Linked DNA regions of Mus musculus: regions 2, 3, 4, 5, 6 and 7 are each linked to region 1. A link is a contact called in public HiChIP or PLAC-seq and promoter capture Hi-C data. All regions are on one chromosome and are shown on one strand. Each heading gives the region's core, a stretch centred on a gene start, on an enhancer-like site or on the middle of the called end of the contact. The rest is flanking DNA. Distances are from core to core; before and after follow the strand shown. Region 1 holds the start of Rc3h2 (ring finger and CCCH-type zinc finger domains 2). Region 2 holds the start of Rpl35 (ribosomal protein L35). Region 3 holds the start of Nr6a1 (nuclear receptor subfamily 6, group A, member 1). Region 4 has its middle 23 kb from the start of Ttll11. Region 5 overlaps Nr6a1 (nuclear receptor subfamily 6, group A, member 1). Region 6 holds the start of Ndufa8 (NADH:ubiquinone oxidoreductase subunit A8). Region 7 holds the start of Lhx6 (LIM homeobox protein 6).

Region 1 (3,092 bases), core at 355-2,854:
GCACACCTTTGAGCCCAGCACTCCAGAGGCAGAGTGAGTTCCAGGAAAGCCAGGGCTACACAAGAAACCCTGTCTTGAAACAAAAACAAAAAGAAAATACCAAAATGTACACCTGATTGTTGGGAAACTTTCTTTTTTGATTAACATAATTGGATGAAATTATGAATAATGAGTTATTAATGTATAGCTGGTGGGGCTGCCAGGTGGTGGTACATGCCTTTAATCCCAGCACTTGGGAAGCAGTCAGATCTCTGCGTTTGAGGCCAGCCTGGTCTACAGAGCTAGTTACAGGCTAGCCAAGGCACCAGAAAACAAAACAAACAACAAACAGGTGGGGCCAATGGATCTTTCACAAAAAAAAACAAAATGCAAAAACTAAAAAGCCGATCTTGTCACACTTGCCAGAAGCTTTGTGTCACTGGAGCTGCAGTTGTAAGCAGTTCAGTCTATGATTCTGCCTGGACCTTTCAATTGCTGGGTTCACAGGGATGCACCATCACATCTGCATTTTTTTTTAAAGATTTATTTATTTATTATATGTAAGTACACTGTAGCTGTCTTCAGACACTCCAGAAGAGGGCATCAGATGTGAGCCACGGTGTGGTTGCTGGGATTTGAATTCAGGAACTTCAGAAGAACAGTCGGTGCTTTTAACCACTGAGCCATCTCGCCAGCCCCACATCTGGATTATAACTCATGTATATTTAAAGCTTCATTAGAGAAATTTCCATATTCTAACTTACATACAGATTATTATCATGGATGTTGCTGAACATTTTGTTTCACATTCAGTTGCACATCATTAGCATAGATTCACAATATTAACCTTTTAGGATTACTTTGATAAATTAACTATAAAACTAAAATGCTTTTAAAATATCAGTTATCATACAGCCTGGCATATTTGTTTATAATTGTTGCTTTTCTCATCCTTATTTTCAGTCTTTCTTCATAATTCCTACCTTACAGGTTGCCATAAGTCCTCTAACAAATATTGAGTTATAATTCCAAAACTTGTAAAATTTGATCCTTCTCACTTTTGAGGCATCTGGGATTTTAGATGAGGTAGGTGGGTTTGCCAAACGTTTTCACTTTGGTCCTGGTTTTTGTAAACTGGAGAATTATTTGCTAATCTGGTTAGTATCTCACTACAAAGAGAGTAAAGTAGACTGTAACATAGATGAAGCAGGTTCTGCTCTATGGATGATAAATTTAACGTTGGCTCAATCTTGCAAGCCTCCTGGTCAAGGCTTAGATGTGCAGGGAGTTTCCCATAAGGCCCTTCGTCTTGCCTAGTCCTCGCATCATCTCCCACAGTACTCTGGGGTTCCTTTGTCATGTGACGAGGGTGGCTTTCTTCTTCAGAGGGAAACTGATGCGCAGTTCTGGTGGCCGGGCCACTACGCTTCCCTTCTGCCCCAACTCCCGGGCTTGCGTAATCTCGCGTGAAGTGAACAGTATCTTCTCGCGAGAGCTAAATCGGGATCCCTCCAGGTCCGCCTCCGTGGTGAGGAGGAGGAGGAGAAGGAGGAGGAGGAGGCGGAGGGAGGGAGGAGGAGGAGGCCCCGTCGCGGCCTTCGCCGCCGCCAACGGGGCTGTCCCTGTAGCTCCCGATGGAGTTTGAGGCCCTGAAACCGCCGCCGAGCTCTGCCCCGGCGAGACGAGGCGCCTCCGTCGCCGAGCCGCGCCGTCGCGGGGCCCCCGGGAGCGGCCCTTAGCGACCCCGCCCGGGCCCCTCAGGTAGGGCGGGGGCGGGCAAGATGCGGCTGGGGCCCTGGCCCGGCTGCCGGGTCCTCAGAGGTGGGGCGGGGAGCTGTCTCTGCCCGGCGGCCTGTGCACGGTGGCCGCCGGTACCCCGAGGGTTGGGAGTCGCGGGCCGCACCTGACACGACAGAGAGGCCCCTCGCTCTGGTAGGGCTTTTTGATGCGAAGCGAAACGCTCAGATGGCCACCTTTCTCCAGCACCGGCTGAAGGGACGCCTCTGACCACTGAGGATCCCACCCGAACAGAGGCCGGCTTCCTTCTTTGCTTAACCCATGTAGGAAGAGGGGCTTTCGAAAAGGTCCCCGAGATCAGGTCCTGTCTTAGCGTTTTCTTTTCAGCCCTTGGGCTTACCGAGACCACAGCGCTGGGATGGAGGCGATCTGAGTGTTGTAAATAGGGACCCTGGCTAAACAATGCCCAGGGAGGGCTTAACCTCCCTGGAGGGAGATGGCTGGACCAGGGGATGTGACTAGGAGCGATGGCATGAAGCACAGCCAGGGAATTCTGCTATAGTTTTCTTTCCCCCTTTCTTATTATTTTCCTTGGGGGAGCCTCATAAGGAGACTCTTCCACCATCTTAGGAGAATGGTAGAAAGCATCTTTGTTTCTAAGAGAAACAGCTGTACTTTTCTGTCGTTAGGAAGGAGATAAGGGTAGCTGTCATTTCCATCCTTGAAATCACCAGAGTTTTTAAGATACTGGCAGACACAGCCTTCAGACCAAAATAGTCTAAAGTAATCACAGACATTAAGTATTCAAATTCAGTGATTCTCAACCTGTTTAGATTTTTGTTTAAGCTCCACCTCGGTTCTTTTTAATCCCACTGTCCTCCTAACCTTAGGACCCTAAGGAATTTCTTCTCATCTTGACCCACTGTAATTAGAGTTGACTTTATATCCCGAATAAAGTGTTAAAAGTGTTTTACAAATCTTCCTGTCATTTTTAGTAGTCAGGCTTTAAAGTTCCAGTAAAAACTTGGAGTTAACCAGAGAAAGCTAATAATGGCACACTAAAGTGATATTATTTGACAGAAGGAAAGAAACGAATGTTCTAGTTGGTGGGTCTAGTCTCTTTGTGGTTAACTTGTATACACAGCCTAAGACTTGGACTCATTAAGAATAGTTTGTAGATTCCTGTTTTTACCTTTTATGTGGTTAAAAAACTACATCACTGATCTGACATCAATATCCATGTTAAATTGTTTACTTAAATTGTTTACTAACACAGTCAGTTCTTGAAAACCCAGAGACTATTCTATCCTATTAAAGGCTATTTTCCAATATTACCATTGTTTTGTTGATTTGGTGATTCATGTTTCCCACATTCA
Region 2 (3,092 bases), core at 267-2,766, 1.6 Mb before region 1:
TGTCCTGGAACTCTGTAGACCAGGCTGGCCTCGAACTCCGCCTGCCTCTGCCTCGCGAGTGCTAGGATTAAAGGCGTGCGCCACCACGCCCAGCTTTCATTACAGTACCTTGAGTACCTCTTCTATCAGCATCAAGTCATGAACAATTGAGAAACTGCTGGAAAAATGGGCAGCTGCTGAATGGAGCTTGGCAAAGAAAGGGCTCCAATTGGTCAGTTTGGTCAACTCATCACACAAACCCAACATCGTCTGCTTTGTTCTGATCTAGATGCTAGCGGTCTGTCTGGGACTGTAGGCAAAGGGTCATGTGCACTTTAACCATGTTATAATTTCCCCAATCTTTACATATCAGGTCTTGGCTGGGAGCTTTGCAGGTTTTCAGTTTAGTTCCTCTAATCCTCAAAGATACACTAACCGGAGACGCGAAGGGACTTGCCAAGATATAAACTGGTACTAGCAATAAAGCAAGACTCTGTTTCGGAGCTTTTATTTATTCTTGTATCAGTGCCGGGAATGCACACAGCTTTGTGCATGCCAGGGAAACACTACCACGGAACTAAGCTACCAGCACGATTTGGAATCTCTCTGGAGACGGTTTCATTAATATATCTTGGTGTAATAAAGAAGGCTTGAACTCCGGATCCTCCTTTTCCACTGCCTGGGCGCTGTGACACCGTGCCCAGACCTAAAGCAATAATCAGAAATCCCACAAAAGTCTGGGGATGAGATTTGTACTACTACATACCATCTCCGCAAATTCTTGCTGGATGACTTTATTGTTACCCTTGCCAGGTGGTGGCGCACTTTGGATACCAAACTTGGGTACAAAACAAGTCCAGGAGATAGGTAGGTAGGTAGGTAGATAGATAGATAGATAGATAGATAGATAGATAGATAGATAGATAGATAGATAGATAGATAGATAGATATGGAGGCCTTGTATTTAAAAAAGAAAAGAAGAAAAAAAGGATAGCGAGATGGTTAGGTCGAACCTGACCACTTGCGTTCGACGTTCGAGCGCCGAACAGTGGAAGAAGAGAACTCCCACAGGTTGTTCTCCAACCTCCATGCTCGCTGGCTCTCTCACATACACTTGCGAGGCATTGTGGCACTTGTACTGTCAGCATTAGGAAGCGATTTAGAATAAGACCTTGTCTCAAACTTTTAAAGAAAACCCTCACACCTCATGCCCTCCGCACCCTGACACCACCCGCGGCTAGCTCAGCCCCGCACAGACCAGAGAACTTCAAGCTTCCGAATAAAACCGAGGGAACAGAAGAACTGCAGCCTTCTCTGCGCTGCCTCCAGCCAGCCCGGTGTTGCTCATCGCGAGACTCAGTTTCCCCAGCTGGGTCGCTTAGAGACCAGCCAACCTTAGGAAGGCAGGACTTCCGGGAAGCGGAGGGCACCACGGCCGCGGCTGCGCAGGGGCGGAGCGGGCCTCCCAAACCGCGACGCTATTGGCCGTGCCCGGCGCCACCCGGCAGTAGTTGAGGAAGTCGGCCCCGCCCTTTCCTCTTTCTCTCGAACCAGGCTGCTTCAGCCGTGAACAACGCCGAAATGGTGAGGCTGCGGGAATCGGGTGCCATCGGTCGCCGGGGACACGTGGGGACAGTGGCGCGGGGCGCGGGGCGGACGGGGGGAACTCAGAGAGCAGCGGGGGCCGGCTCAGGCTGCCCGCCCTCGCTTACGCCGCGGCCTCTGGCGCACCGTCCCTCCTGGGTCGGCCGGGGACGAAGCGGGAGCTCCGTGACCCATAGAGTCGCTCCTCATTGCAGGCCAAGATTAAGGCTCGGGACCTGCGCGGCAAGAAGAAGGAGGAGCTGTTGAAACAACTGGACGATCTGAAGGTGGAATTGTCCCAGCTTCGGGTCGCCAAAGTGACAGGCGGCGCCGCGTCCAAGCTCTCCAAGATGTAAGTGGGCCTTGAGGTCCCAGCTGGGTGCTTCCCCTTCCCTGCCTTGGCCCCTTGAGCCATTTCCCCTCGACTGTCCTTGGCCAACTACTGTGGTGAGAGAATAGGGCATTCCTTGAAGGGCCATGGTGGTGCCGCCTCACATGGGTTGTAGTACGGCTGGAAGCAAGTGGTGACGACAAGGGAGGGAAACTTGAAAAGAGACGCTGAGCCCATGTGTTCCAGTCACGAGTTGATCTCTTATCACCATGACTAAAATCAGCTGTTCGTGGCCTCTGCCTGGCTTCAATGTCCTCTCTTCACACCTGTTCTCTTTTCTCCAATTTGTGATTCCTTACACTGAACTAGGTAACTTGAAGGCATGGTCTCAGTCTCTGGCCTTTGGGATAAGTTCTTGGGCCAAATCTGCATTAAGTGTCCACGTCTATCTGTTGACAAACCTGTCCTTATCTCTAGATTTCCCTCCTGGGTGGCAGAAATGAGGGCCTTGTGTTGGAGGGGTTAATGTGCCTACCTGATCTTCACTGCCATCTATTTTTATAGACGAGTCGTTCGCAAGTCTATCGCCCGAGTCCTCACTGTTATTAACCAGACTCAAAAAGAAAACCTCAGGAAATTCTACAAGGTGAGCACTGGCCAGGAACTGTTGTGGAAAGGGTATAGGGTACAAGGGACTGGAGGACTGGGCCTCAGTAAGCTCCCATTATGTGGCTGAGTTTGCCCAGTTACCAGCTTCCCGAACTGACAGGAGTTCTTGGTGTCAAAGGGTCAGATGTGGCTGGTCAGGGTGGCGCAAGCCTTTAATCTCAGCACTCAGAAAACCAAACCCAAAAAAAAAGTCGGATGTGAGGGTGGACTGGACACTAGCTTTGAACTCAGCTGTGTGGTAGTTGTTGGGTTAGATTGCTTTGTTAGAAGATGGAACTGGAACCCTAGCCTGAGGCAAAGCTAGCTGTTCAGGGTGTCTGTCTCACAGCCAAGCACCTGCTGTTGCAAGGCTTGGAAAGGTTGCGTTGCCCAAGGACACCCACAGTTGCTAAACAGCGACCCCCAAAAGCTTCTCTTTGGAGCCATATCATGAGGACATTAAGGGTATTGCTGGGATAGTTACAAGATGTTTGTTATGTTAGTGTTGTCAGGCAGTGGTGGCACACGCCTTTAATCCCAGCACTTGGAA
Region 3 (3,092 bases), core at 331-2,830, 1.5 Mb before region 1:
ATTTCGGCTTTCTGATCCACTGAGTATATAACGGACATCAACTTTTGTGCCACTTCATTTGTATGTGAGAGCACCAATATCAGAGCTACCTCAATGAACAGGTGTGGGAGCTTTAAACCACACAGCATTAGTGTCAATCTCTCATAACAGCTGCTGGCACAGACTAAGGATGGACCAGGCCAATTAATATTGATAATGGAAAGTGCAGGAAGGCTTGGCAGAGCCTTCTCAATAGCAGGTAAGGGAAGAGGCATGGGAGCAACGTGGGCAGGAATCGGAACAGGTTAGATTTCATAAGCCAAGTAAAGACTTCTAAACAATTAAGTAAAGAATGACTCACAAGAGCCAGAGGATTCCAGGGGCACATGGGGCAGAATGAAGTGACAGAATGAAACCGCTTCGATACGGCCCATTAGAGGAAAGCCCAGCAAAGCACCAGAGTTCTTTGATTTATAGTAAGCTAGATAGCATTTAAGTTCTAGACTGAAACTTAATAAGTCTTTTCCTAAGGGAGGTGTGTGTGTTGTATAGTGTGTGTGTGTGTGTGTGTGTGTGTGTGTGCGCGGGTTGTGTAGTGTGTGTGTGTGTGTGTGTGTGTGTGAGAGAGAGAGAGAGAGAGAGAGAGAGAGAGAGAGAGAGAGAGAGAGAGAGAGAGAGAGAGAGAACGCGCGCGGGGCATTTCTGAAAATCACCACCACCCCTAATCCTGAGAGCCCCATGGCCGCGCGCCACCTGGTGGCAGCGGGAGGTGGGCCCTGGAGGAGGAAGGGGAGAAAATCCAGGATTTTATTTGGTGGGAACTTCTGTAAACTGAGGCGATAGCGTGTATGTGAGAGTTGGTCTCTTATCACTGGATCCGATTCTTATTACACCTCTCATTTTTGAGACAGGTATACTGAACAGGAGTGGGAAGGGGAACACTCCGGGAAAGGGACATTCTTAAAACAGAACTCTTTAAGACACAAGGAGTCAGGGGTCTCAAGTTTTCTTTGGTGGCATCAGTGGAAGTGATCTTAGTTTGTCCATCTGTTCTATGGGCAGGGTGCGGGGAATGAAAGAGGAGGAAGAGAAACTTTAATCTTTCCCGCCCACCCGGAGGTAAAGGGGCTTTAAACACTTCTCCGGAAAGCAGAGTTGTATAGATTCTATTTGCATACGAACGCAGTCACCTCGGGTTAAACTCGGGTCCTTTAATCTCTGGTCCAATTTGTCGCTCAGCCCGGGAGGAAAGCCCTCATGAGTACCTACACACCCCGCCCCCTGGGGCCTTCCCCCACAGGGCTGGGCTTGGTTGCACGTGCTCACCCGGTTCCCGGTGGATACGCCTCCTTGGAAAGGCTCATTATTAGTGTGGGGAAATAGTTGGAATCATAGAGCACTATGATCACGAATAAGTTACAATAGAGAGAAAACTCTGACATAGCCGTTTATTATATTAATATATTAGAAATTTTATTAGAGTTTGTAATAGTGATAGGTTTGGGTTCTCCCTACTTAGGTCTTCCTGTTTTTTTTCCATCACCCCTTTATTTGGTAGAGTCCCGTGTGGGCAGCCTCGTTGGGAGGACTACATTTCCCAGAATTCCTCACGGGCATGTGCGTGGCAGCGGCGCGTGACGTCAGAGGAGGGAGCTGGCCAGTGCTGAGGGGGCGCGGCGCGGAGGGGCGCGGAGCCGGGCGGCTCAGGGGCCCAGAGAGTGCGGCGGCCGAGAGCCTGCCGGCCCCTGACAGCCCCCTCCCCCCGTGGAAGACCAGGACGACGACTACGAAGGCGCAAGTCATGGCGGAGCAGCGAAGCCCGAGAGGGCCCTGAGCACCGCCGCATGGAGCGGGACGAACGGCCACCTAGCGGAGGGGGAGGCGGCGGGGGCTCGGCGGGGTTCCTGGAGCCGCCCGCCGCGCTCCCTCCGCCGCCGCGCAACGGTGGGTAAGGGGCCTTCTGAGCCCGGGCGGTGCCAACGCCCGCGACCCCCTCTTTCTCTAAGCTGACTCTAGCTCCGGGATGCCGGGCAGCTCCTCAGTGAGGACTCCACCCTGGGCTCGCACTCTCCAGGCAGGGTCCCCGGTCCCCTCTGCTCGGACCCTCCCCTCCCCCCGTCCCCTCTGCGCCAACCCTTTCTCCTCCCCCAGGAGGCCCTGGTGCACGGAGCACCCTCTCTTCCTTCACCAGGGAGCTCGCAGACTCCACACCTTTGCGCCCTGCACCTATCCTGGAGCGTTTTCCTCCTCCACTGTCCCGAGCTTCCTCCCAGCCCGTGAGCCTCCGCCTCTGGGCAGACCGGTAATGGTCCTTCTCGGACCTCGGTGCTCACTCCTGTCCCCTGGCCTTCCTTTACTCAGACTCATTCTTCTAGGCGACGACTTTCTGCTGGCTCAGGTCTCCAGCGGGATCCTGGGGCACCGGGACACCTGCCTTTTCCCGGCGTTTGCCGGACGCTTCCCGCGCCGCCCAGCCTATCTCTTCCGGGGTGCTGAGAATTCCTCACCTGGCCCGGCCGCTTGCGTCCCCTTGTTCCCAGCCCAGTCCTCAGGTTCCTCCGGGCTGGCTCTCGCTCCCTCCCTGGCTCAATGTTTTATTTGTTTCTGTTTGATATCCCCCCCCCTCGGTGTTTGCGGCGGAATGTTTTTATTGGTAAAGTGTAAGGAGCTTTTGTGAGGTCGTAAAAGGTGAACTTTTGAACTTGGAAAGCGCCCTGGAGCAATTAGCGCAGGCGATAGCCCCGGGAGGCCTGCATTACAAAGGGTGCTCGTTGCGGCAGGCCAACGCTCCCGCGGCAAACCCGATTTATTTATTTATTTGCCCTGCCTTCCACCTTTCACATCTCCTCATTTCCGAATAAAGGGCAGGCTCTCAGAGATCCCTGCCTCCTCCCCTCTCTGCGCCATAAACGCGCAATTCTCTGGAAGATCTAGGACCCGAACAGTGTCTAACAAGTAACAGATTTCAGATTGAATGCAAACACTGGGGACAGTTAGGAGGCACTAAAAATTAATTGCTTTGGCAAGAAGTTTCTCAATCAGGACAGTGACCTGGCAGGTGTGGGGAAAGCAACCTGAAAATAGGTCCCCGAGATTCTGGTGAATGAGTGGGG
Region 4 (3,092 bases), core at 405-2,904, 1.4 Mb after region 1:
CTGTGATCAAGTCCTCTACCTATGGAGGAAGGGGCTTAGGGCGTTGCCCTTACATGACTGATGGCTACAGAATTATAGAGAGCTGAGGCCTAGTGTCAGGAGTGTGTGTCTAGGAACGAGGCAAACACCTACCATCCCTTGCAGCTGGGTCACTGGGGTTTCCAACCTAGCACAACCAGAAACCAGGCTGCCTATCACAGCCTTCCCTCCATAACTCTCCATTGCAACCCATGGAGGAACTTTCTTGTGGGGTAAAAGATACTCATGTATGACAGTGACACCCTTCTGAGAAGCCCATACCCGTGTCTTCTTCCTCTTCCTCTCCTTCTCCTTCTCCTCCTCTTCTTCCTCTTCCTCCTCCTCTCCTCCTCCTCTTTCTCCTCCTCCTTTTCTAAAGACTTGTTTATTTTATGTGTGTACACTGTAGCTGTCTTCAGACACACCAGAAGAAAGCATCAGATCCCATTACAGATGGTTGTGAGCCACCATGTGGTTACTGGGAATTGAACTCAGGACCTCTGGAAGAGCAGTCAATGCTTTTAAGGGCTGAGCCATCTCTGCAGCCCCAGTAGTTTTCTTCTTGGGCGCCTTCCCCACGGTTGGGAAGCCATTGTGCCCACACTTCCCTCAGTGGCCAGTAGGGGAGTGGCCAAATGCCCTAGGGAAAATAGGACTCCCTCCTAAGCACCTTGCTCCGAGATGACTTACCTGACAAGACATGGTTGGGATCAGGGTTAAGTCCAAGTTAGTGGCTCTGGGGCAAGGCTTTCTACCATGTGGGTTCAGGCAATTAAACTTGGGTCATGAGTCTTGGCAACAGGTACATTTACCTGCTGAGCTATCTTTGCTGGCCTCTTCTGAACTCAGCTTTAAAGGCCTTTCTGCCTTCACTTGGTCTCAGGATATTTAGTTATTTCCCTCAGGTTTAGTTGGGAAGAGAGCAAGCAGAGGGGCAGGAGAGCTAGGTGTCTCACCAACGGGGGGGGGGGCTCTCCTCCTCCTCTTCCTCCTCCTCCTCTTCCTCCTCCTCCTCTTCTTCCTCTTCCTCCTCCTCTTCCTCCTCCTCTTCTTCCTCCTCCTCTTCCTCTTCCTCTCCTCCTCCTCCTCCTCCTCCTCCTCCTCCTCCTCCTCCTCCTTTTTTATCAAGACAGGGTTTCTCTGTGTAGCCCTGGTTGTCCTGGAACTCACTCTAGACCAGGCTGGCTTCAAACTCAGACATCTGCTTGCCTCTGCTTCCCAAGTGCTGGGATTAAAGGCATGTGCCACCACTGCCCAGCAAGAGGGGACCTCTTGCACACACCCCTAGATCAATGCAAATCCTTCTAAGAAAGCCTCTTGGCTCCACTAGCACCCTCCCATACCCACCACTGCAATTCCCTGTCCTCTTACCCCCAACCCCACCTACCCTTGCAATCTCATGGTCCCCCTACCCCTATAGTCCCCTAGACTCTCCCCCCACCAACCTACCTTTGCAATCCCCTGGCCTCTCCCCATACTTATTCCTGCAATCCCCTGGCCTCCCCCCTTACCCACCCCTGCAATCCCCCAGCCTCTCAAGAAGCTGGAGGAACAATTGCTAATCAGCTTCTGAGAGCGCTGGGGATGAATGGAGGCGAAGACAACGAGCCTCAATTACTGGCAGCTGGTCTGCTCTGGCTGCCCAGCCTCAGCGCCTCTCCTGGTACCCCTTCCTCTCCTCAGTTCTTCCTCTGCTGGTTTCTTCATGTCCTAATGGAGCACCAGCCCACGTCCTGATCCTGCACCTTACTCCTCTCCTCGTGGTAAGCCCCTAAACCCTAGCTAAGTCCCAGTCTCACCTCTGAGGTGCCACGCGCCTCACATTTCCTACTACCTGACCAGCTCCCACCCGTCTTCCAAAGTCCAGCTTCCGAATTCACCTCCTTCATGACGTCCTCCAGGCCTTTGATCTCCTCAAAGGCACTGTCCCTGCAAGGGGCTCCTGTGGTGTACACTGGTACATCCACCACACGGTATGGATGCGCCATGAGGGCAGATGCTGGGGCAGCTTGGTGTGAAGATTACGGGCTGCCACCTGGAGTGTTTTGCTCGCTTCTCTGACTCATCACTCAGTAAATGGCTTTCTTGGCTATTTCTCTTCCTGCTTTTGTCCAGCTGATCCCTACCCACAGTCTAAGTAACCCCAGTGCTCTGGTCTTCCCTCCACACTAAAGAATGAGTTACTTACTGCCCCTAGGGCAGCAGTTCTGGCTGTGTGTCCACTGCTGTCACCTCAGCACGTAAGAGATGTTGAGGTTTGCTCTGTTGCTATGGATTGTAATGCTAAGTACAAGGCCTGATTGCCCCAGAGACGAGAGTCCGAATGTAGACCCAAGTGATGATATGTGACCTTGCCTCCAGGTTACTTCTGATTGTTAAATAGAGATGCCTACAGATTATATCTGGGCAGAATTAAGGTTGGTGGTGCTTGGTGTTCCCAGCCTGGGTGTGTGTGTGTGTGTGTGTGTGTGTGTGTGTGGAGGATACCATAAGGGGAGGGAGAAGGTGAAGGAGAAAGAGAAAGATGTCAAGGGTTAGGAGTCAAGAAAGCATGGCCCCGAGGGCTAGCCAATTGGAGTTAAGAGCAGTCCAGATAAAACATAGTAATAACTCAGGGTTATCCATAGGGAATAGATTTTAAAACATAGAGGGTAGATATCTGCCTAGCTGTAGTGCTGATTAAGGCTTATTATAAATATAAGGGCTGTGTGCGTCTCTTATCCAGGAACTATATGGTCAAAGGCAGGGTTGAAGCCCTGAATTAGGATTAAATATTTTCTACAACAGAGAGATGGATGGATGGATGGATGAATGGATGGATGGATGGATGGATGGATGAACATTTATCTTAAAAGGGGTAGAAGTAGCTCCAATGTCAGCTGTGTGTGGCAAAAATTTTCCTGGGGAGATACAACACACAGACTTCCACTCACTGCAGATATGAAACCCATGACAGACCAAAGTACGGATATCACCAAAGTCCAAACTAATGGGCTTTACTGGGGTTACTCAGGGTCAGCTGCATCATCAAAGCCTACCCCAGCACAGGTGACATTTCACGAAAGCTGCAGATA
Region 5 (3,092 bases), core at 292-2,791, 1.4 Mb before region 1:
GTATTCTGTAGTGCGAAAAGAGAGCACACAGGACTCGTGACTTTATGTACTTTAACAATACAGCTTTTATGGCACTGGAGGTGGTTAAAATGCTAGAGTAGCCCTTAACCATGGCATCTCGGATCTCCGTGCTGCCCTTTTCTCTTTCTTTCCTTTTTTTATTCTCTTCAAATCTCAGAGCTGCCAGGAGTGTGTGGAGCCTGTAACTTCCTGTTCTCTGAATTCTGCATCTTTCTGCAGCTCTGAGCTTTGTGTTCCCCAGCCTGCGACTGTGTGCTAACAAATCACTATTGTCCAGTGGGGCGAATGTGGCTGGAACTAAAGAATTGCTGTCTGGTTTCTATTCAAATCCAGGTAGTGAGATACATGAATGGACTTTTCGAATCGTCATGTGAATAACGTCTGCTCGGCATGAGAGCTCAGAGCCACGCTAGGCAAGATTAACTCCTAGGCTGCCCAGTAACACTCTGCGGTAGGAGCTAAACCATTAGAAAGAAGCGTCTGACACATGCTTAATTCTCCATTTCCTAAGTTGGGCTAGGTGTTAAATTATTTAACTGGTTTTTTTAAGTGTTCCTGAACTTTGGGAAACATGCCAGATTAGGTGTGTGTTTTTTTTTTTCCACTTAGAATAATGTTATATTGTCTGAAAAGTTTTTTCTAGCATTTTTTATATTATAAAGTTACTTGATTGCACATAAACAAAAGTAAGAGACAGCTGCTTTTCTCAAGGAACTAGTCCTTTAAACTGCTTTCCACCCCACAAAGGGAAACCATCCCCGCCCTTTTTAAAAAGTACTTTCTTATTACTTCAAATATTTTCCCCAAAGCCCACATCTATACAAAGAAAATCGAGCTTCACATGTAACATAAAAATCAAAGAAAACAAGTTGCCTTCAAATTAGGAACCCACCTAAGTTATACCAGAATTGGTTAATCTTTTTTAATTATAGGTTTAAAATGGTACTATAATTTACAATTCTCATTTATCTATAAACAGTTATTTTAAGTATCTTCAATATACCTGAAAAAGAAAATCTCGATAGGATTGCGTTTACATTTCTCCTCTCTCACAGGTACTATGAAATGGAGAGAGAGCCTTTTATGTTTCTTTTTGTCTTAAACTCAGACAGCTTTGTAAGCAGTAGTGTGTAGATTACAAGAGTTAGACAAAAGCAGGCGAGACTGAGAAGAGTGGAGGGGGGGTTGCTTGGGGCACTTCCTGTCACTCAACACATTCCAGATCACTAAAAAATTTCCACACACTGCATTCCCTCTTGCCCACTCAAGTTCCCAGTATTTTCTGATTCTGTGTGCTGCTGGTGTCTCTTGTGCTCCTTTCTTTCCATGGCTCTGCTAAGACTGCTTCAGGGGACACACATTCCTTTAGATTATACAAAGCATAGCTTGGAAAATGGCTGGCAGTTTCAGAATCTAGTCACGATTGCACGCATGAGCACCTCACACATCCATGCCCCCTTTCCCCCCTCCCACCTCCGCAGCTGGCTGACCTGTCTCACCCGCTGCTGGCCTATCGAACGGCCAGGACTGTCTGGTTTTGGCTCATGCCTTTGTCCATGTCTGGCTTAGTTCCTCTCTGTCTATGCTTGCCTTTACCCCCAACGCCCCAGGCGGCACAAGTGTTTGGCCATGCAAAACTACGGATAGAAAAGGTGGTAAAAACTTCAAACTTTGCTAAATTTTCTAACAGTTTATTCTTTTGTTAATTTCTGCCTTATTTAAATATTGTTTTAAGAAAAACAAATAGAAAATTAATTACCTAAAGGCAAAGAATGCAAAGCAACCTTTGTGTTCCTTATAATAACTGACTTAATAACTCTGCAGCTGCGTTATGGGGAGCGTATAAAGCTTCTGTTCCGAGAACAAAGGAGCACGTGCAGAAATGAGCCGAAAAAATCAGTGACAGCATTTCACTACACAAATTACTGAAAAGGTTTTAGTCAAAGCCTCTCAACAGATGCAATTTTAAAATGGTTTTTAGCTGGAAAAAAAATGAAAGTGCTTACCCGGTAAAAGAACCGAAGTAGTCCTGAACTGTTACGTAAGACTTTCTACAGTTGGATCTTTGTCAAAAGGGGAAGGGGGTGATAGAAGAAAGCAGCAACAACAAAAAAGTTGGAGCTGCTGTGGCTAGAGGACAACTTCTGTGCTTCCAGATAGGATTCTTGCTGTAGAAATGGAACTTCAGCCAGCACAGCATCCTGTCCCAGTAGAAAAATGAGTTTGTCAGTTTAAAAAAAAAAAAAAAAAAAAGATCCTGGAGCCCAGGCTAGACAAGGTATTGAACCGCACCAGGTTTCCTTGCAGCCCTGTCTGCTTAGCTCGCATTGAACTATATATGACCCAGATGATGGACAGAAGCACATTCAGTCATGTGCACACTGGAAGAAAGCGGATTTGCTGGTCCCCGCCAGGGCAGGGGTTTGTCTTCTGATTGGGCTGTGCCCTGATCGGTGAAATGTGAAGCCCTCACCATTCAGAGGCCATAATTCAGGACTGGCAGTTTGAGTGTCTGGCTGCTTCTAGTCACTGAGAGAGACTTTGTAGGTGTTGCTTTTGTTTGATGGCATGACCCACGGAGTAGTTGCTTACACCTTATATACATGTCGGGGGAACTAGTCTTTCTAAAATACAATAATGCAGCTGATGCCACAGTTCTAAGCCAGCCTATTGTTGATAAATTGTGCTGTAACTAAACTAATTGTTTGATTTAGCCAGCTTCCTCTCCAGACCATGGACCTGATTTTGCAGTTTGATAAGGTAATTATAAAAGTGGTGTTTGAAGCAGAAATGGTGTGTTCCTGTAGTAAGTCTAGCATTTGAGAGGCAGAAGTAGGAAAGATTGTGAGTTTTAGGCCAAATTTAGCTACATAGTAGCATAGTATATAGGAAGGAAGGAGGGAAGAGGGAAGTTTTATAGATCTAAATTATACCTAATGAAAAGCGAATAAACAGCAGAGAAGTGAGTTTTTAGATTTTAGAGTGTTTGAACATATGAGGAAGTAGCTTTAAATCTCTTATTATTCCTTTTTGGGATCACCCTTTAGTCATACAGGGGATTTTGGAGATGG
Region 6 (3,092 bases), core at 422-2,921, 1.4 Mb after region 1:
GCGAATTCCAGGATAGCCAGGGCTCTTACACAAATCAAAACAAACCTAAAATCAAGATGTGTGTGGGTTTTTCAATCTCTGTGCCCAAGCCCAATCCTTCACCTCCACCTGTCAAAACTTTCGCTGTAGGAACTTTTGCCTCATGAAAAGAAATGATATGGTTTAGACACAAAGCTGGGTAGAAATTCTCGACTCCCTCACTTAGCTGGGTTGTTTTGTTAAGTTCCACCATTTATTTGCAAGATCAGCCTGAACTGTCTCACTGTCATGAAAGGCATTGCACACCCAAGCATCTTTGCCACTTTCCAAAGGGTTAGACAAGGGTCTTGAGTCCTTTAAGGCTCCCTTTTACCCTTTAACCTTGAAGCTGAGATAATACCATCTCCCTTGCAAAGCTGACTGAAGATGTGGACAGCATCCCATTATATATATTACTGCCACTCTCTCTAAGAATCTGTCCCTGTGCTTGGCTAGACCACTACTCCTGCTTCCTCAAAACACCCTGCAGTTCCTCTAGCCTGTGCATACAGATCCTCCTTCATCTCTGCATCTCTACAGCCCCATGAAGTGCTTTATAGCCCAAACAACTATCGCTTATCTGTCCATTACCCACCCCCCCAGCATCGGCCTCTCCAGCTCTAAAAAATTTTCTGCTTTCTTCATCCAGAGCTGCTGGCAAGGCAAAGTGACCATCTCACATGTGGTCTGCCTCTCTTGACCACAGGGCTGACCTTGATTACTTGTCATAACTGTGTTACGCTTAACCGTCCCACTGTGTTTGCAGGGATTCTGACCAGGGTCAAATTCAAAATCTGGACACAGAGAAAAATCAGTATTTGCCGAATAGCACTTTCTTTTCTTTTTCTTTAATATTTATTAATTTATTATATCTAAGTACACTGTAGTTGTCTTCAGATATCCCAGAAGAGGGTATCAGATCTCATTACAGATGGTTGTGAGCCACCATGTGGTTGCTGGGATTTGAACTCAGGACCTGTGGGAGAGCAGTCAGTGCTCTTAACTGCTGAGCCATCTCTCCAGCTCTGAATACCATTTTCTAGTTTTCTTTGCCTGCATAATTTTTTAAATATTTATTTTTTAATGTGTATGTTTTGCTCTCATGTATATAATGTGTACCATGTGCATGCCTGGTGCCTACAGAAGCCAGAAGAGGAACTTTGGTTACAGATGGTCATGGGTGCAGGGGATACGCGCACGCGCTCGTACACACACACACACACACACACACACGAATGAATGAATGAAAGAATGAATGAGTGAATCCTACCTATGCGACTTATTAGGTATCTGTGCTTGAGCACTATAGTTGAACAAGTTTTTGAAAGCATTTGGCTGAGGGTCCTTGGCGGAGGCTTAAAAACAGTTGTCTTTCACTAGCCTGAAAGTGGAGACATGGACGAATGGGGGCTTACCTCCCGTTTATGTATTCCCCGAAATACTGGCTCCCGGTGTACTGCATGTTAACAGCTAGTGTCTAACAGACACCAACTTCAGCTGTCTTGGCGTCACTATGACAACCAGGAGATGTGGGCGGAGACCAGATGAAGCCCCGCCCCTCGGGACCGCTAGACTTCCTGGAATGGCTTACGCTTCGCCTCCTCCAGCGGCCCTAGAGCAGTGCGCTTGCGCGTCGCTGGAGACGCATGCGCAGATGGTACCGGGCAGTCTTGGCCAGCCAAAGGGGACTTGAAGGAGACGGGCGACACGGCCGAGGGCACCTGGTCAGGGTCGCGGCTACCGCCGTCATGCCGGGGATAGTGGAGCTGCCAACTCTGGAAGAGCTGAAAGTGGAGGAGGTGAGGCTCTTCCTGAGGGCAGGCGGGAAGCCTGGGATTGCAGCTTTCAGGCGGGCCCAGGCACGGTTCCGGCCTCTGCGACCTGCATGGTCACATCTCGCCTTGGCTCCAGCCATTCCTGTGCGCACTGCGACCGGCCTCTCTTCTTGTGAATCGGGTGATACTTTCCATTAGCATCACCTAGCCCCTTGCTCTCCCTCCCGGTGAGGCGAGCCTGCCTCCTCTTGGTGCTCACCTTCCCCTTCCAAGTCTGTCAAAATCTCGGTGCAGAGCAGGCCTGGGTGCCGCGGCAGCACACAGTACGTGTTGGACAGTGAGTCTGGCATGGGCCAGGGTGTTTTGGTAATGGGACACAAGTAAAGCATTTACTTCTTCGAGAGACATTTAAGTATTTGTTATGTGCACGTGCAATGGGAAGTAAGAGACAGTGCCCAGCTCTTATAGTTTATAGTTTTATAAAGAGACAGATAAAGAGGCTGTACAGCACAGTGCATGGCTCTGTGAAACGTGAAGTAAAAGTGGTGTGCTATTGTAACTATCACAAACATGATCACTCCATTTCTAAAGGCCGGGCTGCTAATTGGAACACAAAGTAAGGTAGGGTATAACTGGTTTCCCTTGTAGACCAGAAATAGGCCCCAAGAGTAGAAGCGATTTGCCCAAGGTCACATAGACAGTGTATGGAAGACTTGTAACAGGAACCCAGATCTTTTCTGAAACCCAGCCTGTTAAATCTTTCAGCCAAAGTGCAACAGAGTGAGGAAGGACTTGTAGAACCGTGTTGTCGAGGAAGCTGAGAGCTGTCTGATGTCAGCCTACTGTTAGATTAGCGGTGCTAAGCCTCTAGAGAAGTCACTGACGAGGCGGGAACAGTTTGGACTTTATACTGTGAGACAGAGGGAAAAGATGGCTGTGTTGTCATGGCAGGCACTGTGTTGAATGTTCTCCTATACGACTTCACGTAGGCTCTCACAAACCTGTGAGGATGGCAACTTGGTATTTTCCTCAGATGAAGAAATTGTTAGCATATTTATATGAAATTGACTTAGAGGCGAGAGAAAGGATTTTCCTATCAGCCAGTCTTTTATTCTTATCCCACCGTGTAACTGGTCAAACATGAGTTGACATATTTTGTTAGATGTTTAATTTGGCTTAGCAAACATTTCATGCAAAAGCATCCTAATAAATTTCTCTTTAAAGTTTGCACAATTGGTATATATAATTATGTAAATAACCAGAGTAGTAAAAGTTAAAACACATGATTAGTACTAACAC
Region 7 (3,092 bases), core at 373-2,872, 1.3 Mb after region 1:
TTCAGTGTGTCTCTCTGTGTGTGTATGTCTCTGAGTCTCTGCCTCCTTTGGAGTGTCTCGCTCTTCTTAGCGGGGAGGGGATTGGTCACGCATGACTCATCTTGAACGGAGCGGGGCTCCAGCGGCAGGGCGGTCGTCGCCGCAGCTGGAAGGGGAGGAGGACAACGAGGAGGGAGAACAGGAGGAGGAAGAGGAGGAGGAGGAAGAGGAGGAGGAGGCGGCAGCCGCAGAAGCAGCTGCAGGGACCTCTCCAAGTTTGTCGGGACCTTCTTCAGAGGCAGTGGTGCTGGCAGCCAGGGAGGCCAGGACTGCGCTCAGGCCGGGGGCGGGGAGCTGGGGCTGGGCCCGGGGCGGCGGGGCCGGAGCCTCGGTTCTCCAGCTCTCCCAGCAGCCTCTGCCCCCAGGACGCCCGAGGCCCCACTCTGCGCCTCTCTTCGCACTGCGCGCCCACCGAGCCCTCCCGCTCCCGGGCCCATGTACTGGAAGCATGAGAGCGCCGCCCCGGCGCTGCCCGAGGGCTGCCGGTTGCCGGCGGAGGGCGGCCCCACCACCGACCAGGTGAGCAAGCAGGCGAGTGGGTGAGCGTCGGGGATCCTGGGGCCAGCGGGAGCCGGGATTCAACCGGGCCGGGTCGGGTGGCGGGCGGCAGCAGGAAGGAGGGGTGCTGAGTGAGCCCGGGAGAGTGTGTCTGCAAGTGTGTGAGCGTGCGAGCGGGCAGGCGGGGGTGGGGGGTCGCGGAAAGCGGGAACACATTATGCAAATGTTGGAGGAATTTCTCAAAAAGCGATTTAGCAAAGACATAGGCGAATCAAGAGGAGGCGAGGCCAGTATTGTCCGTCTGAATAGACGCTGATAGCGCCGATGCGCCAGAGGTTGTGCCGGCGCAACGCTGAGGATCTCGATGAGGGGCCGGTCCCGGGAGCTCCAAGAGTCTGGAGGGTTCTCTTTCCTCCTCCAAGAGGCCTCTCTTTTCTCTTTTTGGCCTCATTTCACTCGCCGATCTCGCCCTCTTTGGCTTGGGGCTTCCCTTGAACTGGCCCTCCAAAGGCGTTTGAATCGGTGTCAATATCCCCGCTTCAATTTCCCGGCGCGCGTCGAGCGGGCGGATGCTCCTAGCGCTCTGGGTTTTATTTTCTCAACCACCACCACCACTACCACCACCACCACCCCCATCTCCTTTTTATTTTCTTTCTTTCTCTCTTTTCTCCTTTTTGCATTTTGTACCGAGAGTAGGAGAAGGGAGGGGGCGGAGGGAGAAAAAAATTCGATTTTTAATTACTACCATTAAAAAATCAAATTTGCAATTCTTTGGGCGGCCTGATGGATCTCACTGATTGACAGTTGGAATTGACACTCTGGCTACCTCTTATCTTGGGCATTCACGACAATTTCTAATTGCAGGTAGTTTGTGTGTGTGCGCGTGTTTTTTTTCCCCCTCAGAGGCTTGGATTGCAAAGGAACTAAGCGATTACTTCAAGAGCCACGGGTTAAGTGCAGGGAGAGGGGGAGAGAGAGGGAAAAAAACCCAATCCAAATTCAAATTGCTTCATTAGAGAGACACCGCTTTTGTGGGGAAGGGCTTTAAATGCCCACTACAAAGTTAGGACTCATTGTTCAGCGCCGGTTTATATAACAGGCGAGGGGAGGCGCTGGGCTCTGACAGCTCCGAGCCAGTTCAGCAGCCGCCGTCGCCTGCATTCCCTCCCCCTCCCCCAGGTGATGGCCCAGCCAGGGTCCGGCTGCAAAGCGACCACCCGCTGTCTCGAAGGGACCGCTCCGCCTGCCATGGTGAGTCCTTTCGGTCCTGCTTTCGGCCCCGAGTCCCCCCAACAGCACAGGCCAGGGCTTCTGGCTCAGCCTTCCGGCTACCAACCTCTACCCCTGCGCTGGAAAACTGCCGATAGGAGCCGCCTCTCGTTGAGCCTTGGTTTTTCTGGCCTGGAATGTGAGCTTTGGCTGCTTCCTGCACCCAGGATGCGCTGTGTTAAAAGTTGGGGGCCGTCCCTTCTTCTCCAATAGGTCCTTTCATTCTTGTACTCCAGCCTAGGGCGCGACATCCCTGGCACATTTCGGTGTCAGTCGGTGCGCGAGGAAACCAGATTCAACTCTGAGTACTCGGCTAAGCGCTTCGCTGTTCCTCTCTCCCATTTCAGGCTCAGTCAGACGCAGAGGCCTTGGCAGGCGCTCTGGACAAGGACGAAGGTAGAGCCTCCCCATGTACGCCCAGCACACCGTCTGTCTGCTCGCCGCCCTCTGCTGCCTCTTCCGTGCCGTCTGCCGGCAAGAATATCTGCTCCAGTTGCGGTCTGGAGATCCTGGACCGGTATCTGCTCAAGGTGAGTCAGGGTAGGTGTGCCTGCTTGCCCACGGGTGTGGTTTGCAGCCCCAAGAGCTGTAGGGAAGCAATGACCTTGCCAGGTCCATTTTCCTCGGCCTCCCAATCCAACCGCTAACCGATCGCGCAGCTTTGGGCAAGTGTTCCCAAACAGGAGGTCTCCTTTTGCCCCGGTTCCAACAAGAGAATGCAAGGCTGTATCTCAATTTCCTTGAGCCTCTCTGTATTATAGAAGAAAAGTAGGGAAGCCATACGCCCCTTCTGAGCTTCAGTGTCTCTCTGTCTCTGCAAATGAGGCTGGGGAGGCTGGGGGCGGGCGTGAAAGAGGCCCGCGCCAAGCCGACCCCCACCTCTGCCCCCTCCCCAGGTCAACAACCTCATCTGGCACGTGCGGTGCCTCGAGTGCTCCGTGTGTCGCACATCGCTGAGGCAGCAGAATAGCTGCTACATCAAGAACAAGGAGATCTACTGCAAGATGGACTACTTCAGGTAGGCAGCGGCCATCCCGCCAGCAAGCGCTGGAGCATGAACGCCTTGCACACGCGTGCCTAGGCCACTTGTGTGGCCTGTGCTCTCCAATTCCTGAGCCCTGCTGTTCAGAGTGCACAACGCGGCTCAGCGCACTGGCCCGGCCCTCCTACTCAGCACGTCTTACACAGAAGGGAGCGCCAGTCTCAGCCTGAGTTCTGGCGGGGGATCTGCCTCGGGTTCCTCCGATCTGACAGGCGCTGGCCACGGGTCTGGTTCCATCTCTGGT

What was found. Promoter capture Hi-C pulls out the DNA fragments that hold promoters and counts their contacts. HiChIP or PLAC-seq counts read pairs in DNA pulled down with a chosen protein or histone mark. Capture Hi-C pulls out chosen DNA fragments and counts their contacts.
Region 2: a promoter capture Hi-C map of adipose tissue shows a contact between it and region 1, with 7 times the contacts expected there. The contact joins the promoter of Rpl35 here to the promoter of Rc3h2 in region 1. A contact is called at or near these places in 8 of 39 promoter capture datasets (the C10 cell line, cranial neural crest, frontonasal cranial neural crest and 4 more), 10 of 484 Hi-C or Micro-C datasets (B cells, CD4 T cells, cardiomyocytes and 6 more), 10 of 115 datasets of contacts at active chromatin or transcription factors (bone marrow-derived macrophages, embryonic hindbrain, embryonic stem cells and 6 more) and 3 of 9 other capture datasets (adipose tissue, liver and macrophages).
Region 3: a contact with region 1 is called in a promoter capture Hi-C map of liver, with 5 times the contacts expected there. The contact joins the promoter of Nr6a1 here to the promoter of Rc3h2 in region 1. A contact is called at or near these places in 2 of 39 promoter capture datasets (liver and pre-B cells), 1 of 484 Hi-C or Micro-C datasets (B cells), 2 of 115 datasets of contacts at active chromatin or transcription factors (astrocytes and fibro-adipogenic progenitors) and 2 of 9 other capture datasets (adipose tissue and liver).
Region 4: a contact with region 1 is called in an H3K27ac HiChIP or PLAC-seq map of SST interneurons, with 10 times the contacts expected there. The contact joins the enhancer-like site here to the promoter of Rc3h2 in region 1. A contact is called at or near these places in 2 of 39 promoter capture datasets (the 3T3-L1 cell line and hippocampal neurons) and 4 of 115 datasets of contacts at active chromatin or transcription factors (SST interneurons, astrocytes, embryonic stem cells and 1 more).
Region 5: a promoter capture Hi-C map of pre-B cells shows a contact between it and region 1, with 3 times the contacts expected there. The contact joins the enhancer-like site here to the promoter of Rc3h2 in region 1. A contact is called at or near these places in 6 of 39 promoter capture datasets (the HPC-7 cell line, cranial neural crest, frontonasal cranial neural crest and 3 more) and 1 of 115 datasets of contacts at active chromatin or transcription factors (astrocytes).
Region 6: a contact with region 1 is called in a promoter capture Hi-C map of hippocampal neurons, with 6 times the contacts expected there. The contact joins the promoter of Ndufa8 here to the promoter of Rc3h2 in region 1. A contact is called at or near these places in 6 of 39 promoter capture datasets (3T3-L1-derived adipocytes, cranial neural crest, hippocampal neurons and 2 more) and 5 of 115 datasets of contacts at active chromatin or transcription factors (astrocytes, bone marrow-derived macrophages, embryonic stem cells and 2 more).
Region 7: an H3K4me3 HiChIP or PLAC-seq map of embryonic stem cells shows a contact between it and region 1, with 5 times the contacts expected there. The contact joins the promoter of Lhx6 here to the promoter of Rc3h2 in region 1. A contact is called at or near these places in 4 of 39 promoter capture datasets (the HPC-7 cell line, cranial neural crest and embryonic stem cells), 9 of 115 datasets of contacts at active chromatin or transcription factors (SST interneurons, astrocytes, differentiating embryonic stem cells and 4 more) and 2 of 9 other capture datasets (adipose tissue and embryonic stem cells).

What each region holds. Positions count from the first base shown.
Region 1 is chr2:37,421,415-37,424,506 of GRCm38.p6, reverse strand. Rc3h2 (ring finger and CCCH-type zinc finger domains 2) reads left to right here and starts at 1,604. Exons shown (of 22, transcript NM_001100591.1): 1 at 1,604-1,740.
Region 2 is chr2:39,003,555-39,006,646 of GRCm38.p6, reverse strand. Rpl35 (ribosomal protein L35) reads left to right here and starts at 1,516. Exons shown (of 4, transcript NM_025592.3): 1 at 1,516-1,563; 2 at 1,779-1,915; 3 at 2,459-2,540. The coding sequence starts at 1,561.
Region 3 is chr2:38,924,949-38,928,040 of GRCm38.p6, reverse strand. Nr6a1 (nuclear receptor subfamily 6, group A, member 1) reads left to right here and starts at 1,580. Exons shown (of 11, transcript NM_010264.4): 1 at 1,580-1,923. The coding sequence starts at 1,824.
Region 4 is chr2:36,000,918-36,004,009 of GRCm38.p6, reverse strand. No RefSeq gene overlaps it. Among named protein-coding and RNA genes, the nearest start is that of Ttll11, 23 kb to the right of the region's middle. Within about 2 kb of position 1,654, at least 6 of the 459 cell types and tissues checked have an H3K27ac peak or open chromatin away from gene starts, as enhancers often do. A contact at or near this core is called in SST interneurons, where this site is marked.
Region 5 is chr2:38,822,505-38,825,596 of GRCm38.p6, reverse strand. The region is part of intron 3 of Nr6a1 (nuclear receptor subfamily 6, group A, member 1); the gene reads left to right. It overlaps Nr6a1os (a long non-coding RNA gene), which reads right to left. Exons shown (of 7, transcript XR_866167.2): 1 at 2,028-3,092. Among named protein-coding and RNA genes, the nearest start is that of Nr6a1os, 8.1 kb to the right of the region's middle. Within about 2 kb of position 1,541, at least 311 of the 459 cell types and tissues checked have an H3K27ac peak or open chromatin away from gene starts, as enhancers often do. A contact at or near this core is called in the HPC-7 cell line, astrocytes, liver and 1 more, where this site is marked.
Region 6 is chr2:36,047,917-36,051,008 of GRCm38.p6, reverse strand. It overlaps Ndufa8 (NADH:ubiquinone oxidoreductase subunit A8), which reads left to right and starts at 1,671. Exons shown (of 4, transcript NM_026703.3): 1 at 1,671-1,817. The coding sequence starts at 1,767. It overlaps Morn5 (MORN repeat containing 5), which reads right to left and starts at 1,536. Exons shown (of 5, transcript NM_029309.2): 1 at 1,434-1,536. The coding sequence starts at 1,480.
Region 7 is chr2:36,102,590-36,105,681 of GRCm38.p6, reverse strand. Lhx6 (LIM homeobox protein 6) reads left to right here and starts at 1,622. Exons shown (of 9, transcript NM_001083126.1): 1 at 1,622-1,788; 2 at 2,154-2,336; 3 at 2,703-2,824. The coding sequence starts at 1,720.